2 separate regions of the Rattus norvegicus genome follow, and region 2 is linked to region 1. Evidence: chromatin contacts called from public Hi-C data. All regions are on one chromosome and are shown on one strand. Each heading gives the region's core, a stretch centred on a gene start, on an enhancer-like site or on the middle of the called end of the contact. The rest is flanking DNA. Distances are from core to core; before and after follow the strand shown. Region 1 holds the start of Zfp90 (zinc finger protein 90). Region 2 holds the start of Tango6 (transport and golgi organization 6 homolog).

Region 1 (3,288 bases), core at 374-2,873:
GGCATATTATGTTATATTCCCAAAGCCCCCCCCCCTTGTAACAATTTGCCAATCTTGTCAGATTATAGAATCAAGCTTCAATTAACTGACTGAGTTCAGTCACCACCTATGTGAGGGATAAAAGACAGAAGCCACCTTGGCAAATTGTGCTTTTTAGGTCTGTTTGGGTTCAGGGGCACCATTTTTACAAGAGTCACTGCCCTGCCAGGCTTCCTTCAACTCGGTGTGATCCTTTGTTCCTCAATTCTTTTGAGATTTTTTTTCTCTGTTTCTAACAATTATGGTCACGTGAAAGCAGGTGTCCAAGTAAGTCAGAGTCATCAGGTCCCCCCTGCACCTGGATTACAAGGTGGCTGTGAGTTTCCTGCTATGAGGATTAGGAACTGAACTAATTCTGCAAGAGCAGCATGTAAAAGTTTACAGTCTGCACTCTTAACTGGAAACCCATCTCTCCAGCCCATCCTTATTATTTTCCAGGAGGTGCTGGGAATTGAACCTAGGACCTCACACGTGCTAGGCAAGTGATCTACCACTGAGCTATATTCCTAGTTCTTACCCTTAATTCTAAAGAGGATTAGGATTATGTTTTCATCAATGTAATATGGACAACCTCATTGTTTTTATGTCCAGAAAAATGCCCCTTTTGCTACAAGAATAAAATGGGTTGACAAATCTGTCTCTTATTAATTAAGTTGAAGCCGGGACCTGGGGATGTGCACTATTAAACATCTGTCAAAGAAAAAAGAAAACGAATGGGGCGGGGGTTGGGGGAGCAAAAGCTTGGAGCTAGTTTGTCCAGATTTGGCGGTGATGGTGGTCTCAGACTCAGAGCCCAACCTTCAACGGTTTCTTTCTCTAATAGGTCTCTTCTGCCCCCTGCTGTCTCTTTAAGGCCTTTGGATGAGAAGCAGGGGCTTCTTACCTCACTTTTCTATCTTGTCACCCTATTCTCCATTCCTCACTGAAGAGTTCCAAGAACTGTACACTGCAATACAGGCTCAGTGTGGACAATCCCAAATCGGTTAATTTCTTTCACAAGATCGCATTTCCCTAGTCTCCATCCTTTCAGGAATCCCGCTCCGCCCAGGTCTGGGCACTTTGAGAGGGGATTTCTTTAGAGGAGGAGACTCAAAGCGATCCAGACTAAGAATCTCTATACCAATAATTGTTCGGTTCACACTCCCAGGGCCTCGCAGGGTGGGATGCTCCGGGCGGTGGGGGAAGGCTCGGCTCACCTGGGGCGTGGCCGTCGGAGGTCTCGGGGCCATTCCTGCCTCAGTGAGTGCTGGCTATGGTCCAGGGCTGAGGAGAGAGGACAGGATCCACTCACCGGGCTACCCCGAGGCCCCACCCCTCCAGCTCTGTAGCCACTTCGGCCGAAACGTGGGGAGGAGCCCCGCCTTCTCCTGCGGCTCTCCCCAAGGCCAAATGAAAGGCCCCACAGCTTCGGGACAGTCCCTCCGGCCACGCCCAGTCAGCCCACAGGATGGTCGGCGAGGCGGGGAGGACAGCCTCCTACCCACGGCACTCGAAATCTGGCTCCGGGGCTTCGGAATCCGCGACCTCAGGTCCGTCCCTCTAGCGCCCGCTGCAGTTTCTTGTTCTCGGCGGTGCAGCTCTGCAACAACAGGGCCGGACAATGGCCACAGCGGCGGGCGCAGAGCCACAAGTGCGACTGCGCACACTGATCCTCGCGCCTGCCCATCTGCGGGCCCAGAAACTACGATTCCCAGCTATCCTCGCGTGCCCGCCCTGCAGAGGTGCCCCGCCTCCTAGTGAGGGCTGTGGTAAGAACACAAGAAGGCTGACTGGTTGGTTAGGTTCAAAGTTTTTGTTTGGTATGTGTATGCTTTCTGGAGCTGCTAGAAATTCTCTCCACCCCTCCCCCCACTCCCTCTCTCTGTGTAACCCTAGATGTCCGAGAACTCACTCTGTAAACCAGTCTAGGCTCAAACTCAGAGATCCACCTACCTCTACCTCCCAAGTGCTGGGGTTAAAGGCCAGTGGCACCACCTCCCAGACCCTCTCCCCACTTTTTTCAAATATCTTGGTTGAGATATAATTTATAGACTACAATATCACAAAGCTGAGCTCTTATTGTAAGACACAAACCTGTAATCAATCCTCCAGCACACAAGAGGCTAAGGATCCGGAGTTCAAAGTTATCCTAAACTGTGGTTCAAGACCAGCTTGGGCTACAAGAAAGAGACCTGGGCTTACAAGCCAAAGTAAATACACAATGCATGCGTGAATGGATAAAGTGTATCATTCAATGGACTTTAGTACACGCACAGAGTTGCACAACCATCACTCTAGTCTCCTCTTTGAACATTTTTATCAGCCACAAAAGAAAACTCATGTACTTTAAAAAACTACCCCCTACTCCTATCTCTGCCTCCTCTCAATCCTGGGCAACCACTGACCTGTGTTGTCTCTGTAACAACTCTGCCTCTTCTGGGTATTTTGTAAGATCAGGCAATACGAAGCTTTATGAATGGGCTTCTTTCAGTTATCATAGTGGTTCTGAGTTCATTCACATTACAGTAAACCCTATTCCATTCTTTTTTAATGCTGAATGAAGGATTTGATTGCCTGAGCAATTCATTCATCAGTTGGTGGCATTTGAGTTGTTTATACTGTGGGATTTTATGCTTTTATCTTCAAAGCAACATATTACAGTGGATATGTGTGTACACACTTTTATGGGGGTGCTGTTTCATTGATCTGGGGTAGATGCAGAGAAGTAGAATTATAGAGATTTGGTAGCACAATGTTTAGCATTTCAAGAAACTGTGAATTTGTTTTCTGAAGTGGCTGTATCACTCCTCTCTTCTCTCTCTCTCTCTCTCTCTCTCTCTCTCTCTTACTAACAGCATATAGATTCCAACATTCCTACCCACACCTGTTACTATTCGTCATTTATTACAGCAGTATGTGGGTTTTGCTGGGATGAGGGGGCGGAGAAAGTATAAGTAACAACAAGCCCCTTTGAGACTATGTAAATATTTTCCACACTAAACAACAGTGGCAGATAAATAAAGCAGAAAACAGAAGTTTAAGAAATCCTAGCTGATTCCTAAAATAGAACTTTCAATAAGAAGTACAAACACAGGGTAAGGCTCGGAGAAAGTATAAGTAACAACAAGCCCCTTTGAGACTATGTAAATATTTTCCACACTAAACAACAGTGGCAGATAAATAAAGCAGAAAACAGAAGTTTAAGAAATCCTAGCTGATTCCTAAAATAGAACTTTCAATAAGAAGTACAAACACAGGGTAAGGCTCGGC
Region 2 (3,239 bases), core at 449-2,948, 250 kb before region 1:
CAGGTCACAACTGCCTGTAACTCCAGTTCCAGATAATCTGACACCCTCCTCTGGCCTCTGTGGGCTACTGTATGTACACAATACACATACACTCACTCATAGAAATAGGTGTGCGTGCACACACGCGCACTCACACACACATACACACATAGGATTAATAAATAAAATATGTATCCTGCCATTGCTTCTTAACTGGGGCATGACAGTATATTTACAATGCTTTTAGTTAAGGAACTGAGCTTTGACACGTGTTTGTTTTACTTTAGGCAATTTACAATGTACGTGAGCCTTGGTTCCTTCCTCTGCAAAAATGAATGCTATTAATACTTCTCTGATGAGACTGCTGTGGGGACTAGATGATATACACATAAATGGACTACTATGGGGATTGGCACTTAGGCAATCACCTACCACTATTTTCTTTTCACGTCCCACCAGTATGGTGTAATGTTTGCAGCTGTAGTTTGGGGGTCGACATTTGAGACTGAGTGTTCACCTCATGATTGTACGTGTGCCTTTACCTTGAAATTCTACACACACACCCATACTTGCTGTTTTGTAAGTAGGATCCTATTTTCTTATACCCTTCTACATTTCCAGATGCCATCAGAAGTTCCATTCTGGGGGTTGGGGATTTAGCTCAGTGGTAGAGCGCTTGCCTAGGAAGCGCAAGGCCCTGGGTTCGGTCCCCAGCTCCGAAAAAAAAAAAAAAAGAACCAAAAAAAAAAAAAAAAAGAAGTTCCATTCTGGATAATCTGCCTTAGTCTGACAAGGAGATCAAGCAGAACTGAGTTCTAAGTCTTCCCCTAATATAACCACGTGATTTGGAGTGTGAGTTCCAGGACATACCTTAACTATAGAGTGATGATATACTGTCTAAAGAAAAAGGGGTGGGGGCGTGAATGGTGGTGCTTGCCTTTCATCCCAGCATTTGAGAGACAGAAGCAGTCAAATCACCACAAATAGAGACTCAACAGTAAGAGAGAATGCAAGGTTTCACTATCCCCAAGGTCCCTTCAAATATTAAATTGGGAACTCAACACGAGATTAAAGGTGACTGTGCATCTCTGATACCAAAATGGAAACCCTTAAAAATCTTCCTCAAATTCAGCTAAAAATGTCCCTGCTCAGCATCTCTGGTCACTTGGCATTTTATACAAATCTCAAGCACACCAGGAGCCCTCAAGCGGTTGGGTCATCACATTACACCTGTCTGAAGGTGTCTCCAGTCCCTATGTCAGCGCTGCGCTGGAGCAAACAGTGGACCGGAGCTGCTGGTCCTTGAGGTGCTCAACGGACCTCAGCCAGCAACAGCATTCAACCGACCAAAAGCTCTCCTGGAGCTTTCGTTTCCTTAAGTTTTAAGTGAGACTGCACAAGGCCCAAACGCTCCCGGGAGTGGGATGGAGTTCCCGGGAGGGCCTGAGTGGAACATGCGGTGGCAGCCAGGGCGAGCCTAGGAGACCCGCGACCCCGCGAGCCTCGGGTCCGGCCCCGCGCCGAGATTCATCCTCTCACCTCCCGGGCTCAGCAGCAGCTTCAGCGCTTCCAGAATCTGCTCCAAACCACATGTCCCCAGAACGCCACTCGGCGCAGCCGCCGCCTGAACGGAGGCCGCCATGATTGGAGTGGAGCTAGCCACTTGCGATACGCTCAGACACTACAGTGGACCAGCGCGGCCGCCATTTTGGATGTGGCGGGAGGCGTGCCCTCTGATGGAGGGCGGGGCCCAAACCTGGGGCGGGGCCTGCTCTGTCTGGAACGCCCCCTTCGAACCGTTTTTTCTGGTTTCCTTTACTCTGAGTGTGAGAAACAAAATACAGTTTCTTGTGTTGTTCTCGCAGAGCGCCCCAGTTTAATTCCCAGCATCCATATCGGATACCAGTGCAAACTCAGGTCCAGTACCTCGTATGTATACGCATGCACGCACAAGCATTACAAAATATTTTTAAAAGAAAATATAATTAACTTCTATAGAAAAGATAAAATAAAGGACCTATGTGGTGACACGCATTTTTTCAAACCTAGTACTTAGAAGCAGAGGCCACCTGGTCTACATACCAAGCTCAAGGCCAGTCAGAAACCCTGAGAGTCCCTGACTCAAAAATAGAAAAAGAAAGAACACAAGTAGTCTTGCGTGGTGACCCATGCTTCGAACCTCAGCTGCTATAGAGGCTATAGAGGGAGGATCACATGTTCAAAAGTAGCGAAGGCAGCTTAGTGAAACCGTTTCAAGGCTATTAAGGGCTAGAAATGTTATCCAGTAACAGCACAAGATCATGAGATCAGTTCTTAGTACTTCAACCCAGACGGGGGGTGGGGGTGGGGGGAGTGAACAGAAATAGTTTCTTGTAAAAATAATACACATTTCACTATGAAAATTTTCAAGTACTAAATGAAACACAATAAAATAAGGTTCACAGATGTACATAGAGCCTGAAAGAGAAGCTCACACCTGTGACATCAGCATTCAGGGAAGCTGAGGTGACAAGACCATGTGTTCATAACTTCGTCCTCAAAAGCAACAATAACAAAAAATATTCAACTTAGTATTATTATTTCCTTTTGTGACACTTAAAAATAAATATACACGGGGCGAGAGAGAGCTGGATCAGTGGTTTAGAGTATTCCCAGTTCTTGTAGAAGACCCAGGTTTAATTCTCATAAGCCACATGTATTACTCCAATTCTAGGGGATACCCTCTTCTGGCCTCCAAGACGACCAGCCACACTTGTGGGGCACAGACACACATGCCAGCCAAACACTCATAACTATAAAATAAAATAATTCTTTTTTAAAATAAATATGCACACACTCATGCTCTGGGGATGAGACAGCTGCAAACAGCCCCATCCGTGTATGTTGGTTTTGTTGGTTGGGCGATGGAGATCAGAGCCAGAGACTCTAGTGCATGCTCTCTGCAATAAACTGCAGTGGCATCGCCAGTGCTGAGGCCTGGAGAGGTCCTTAGTAACTAATGGTCCTCTTCGTCCTCTTTGTATGGCTGGTGCATTACTAGAAGATCCACTTTATACCAAAAGCATAACCTCCTATCGTGTTATATGGAAATAAAACTACGTCTGAGATTCAGATAATCATCAAAAGGTTTTCTTCACCTCCATAATTCCTGATGGTACAGTCACAGATCTCAGGTCAATATTGTTTGTTTGTTTGTTTGGAATTTTTTTTATTGTTTTGTTTGTTTTATGAGACAGGATTTTGTAGTGTAATAGCCCTGG

The links. A called contact is a pair of places that touch in the nucleus more often than the background predicts.
Region 2: a contact with region 1 is called in a Hi-C map of the A7r5 cell line, with 4 times the contacts expected there. The contact joins the promoter of Tango6 here to the promoter of Zfp90 in region 1. A contact is called at or near these places in 3 of 12 Hi-C or Micro-C datasets (the A7r5 cell line, frontal cortex and mammary epithelial cells).

The regions. Positions count from the first base shown.
Region 1 is chr19:51,230,229-51,233,516 of GRCr8, reverse strand. Zfp90 (zinc finger protein 90) reads right to left here and starts at 1,623. Exons shown (of 5, transcript NM_001025765.2): 1 at 1,520-1,623; 2 at 1,236-1,302. The coding sequence starts at 1,268.
Region 2 is chr19:51,477,854-51,481,092 of GRCr8, reverse strand. It overlaps Tango6 (transport and golgi organization 6 homolog), which reads right to left and starts at 1,698. Exons shown (of 18, transcript NM_001427103.1): 1 at 1,519-1,698. The coding sequence starts at 1,621.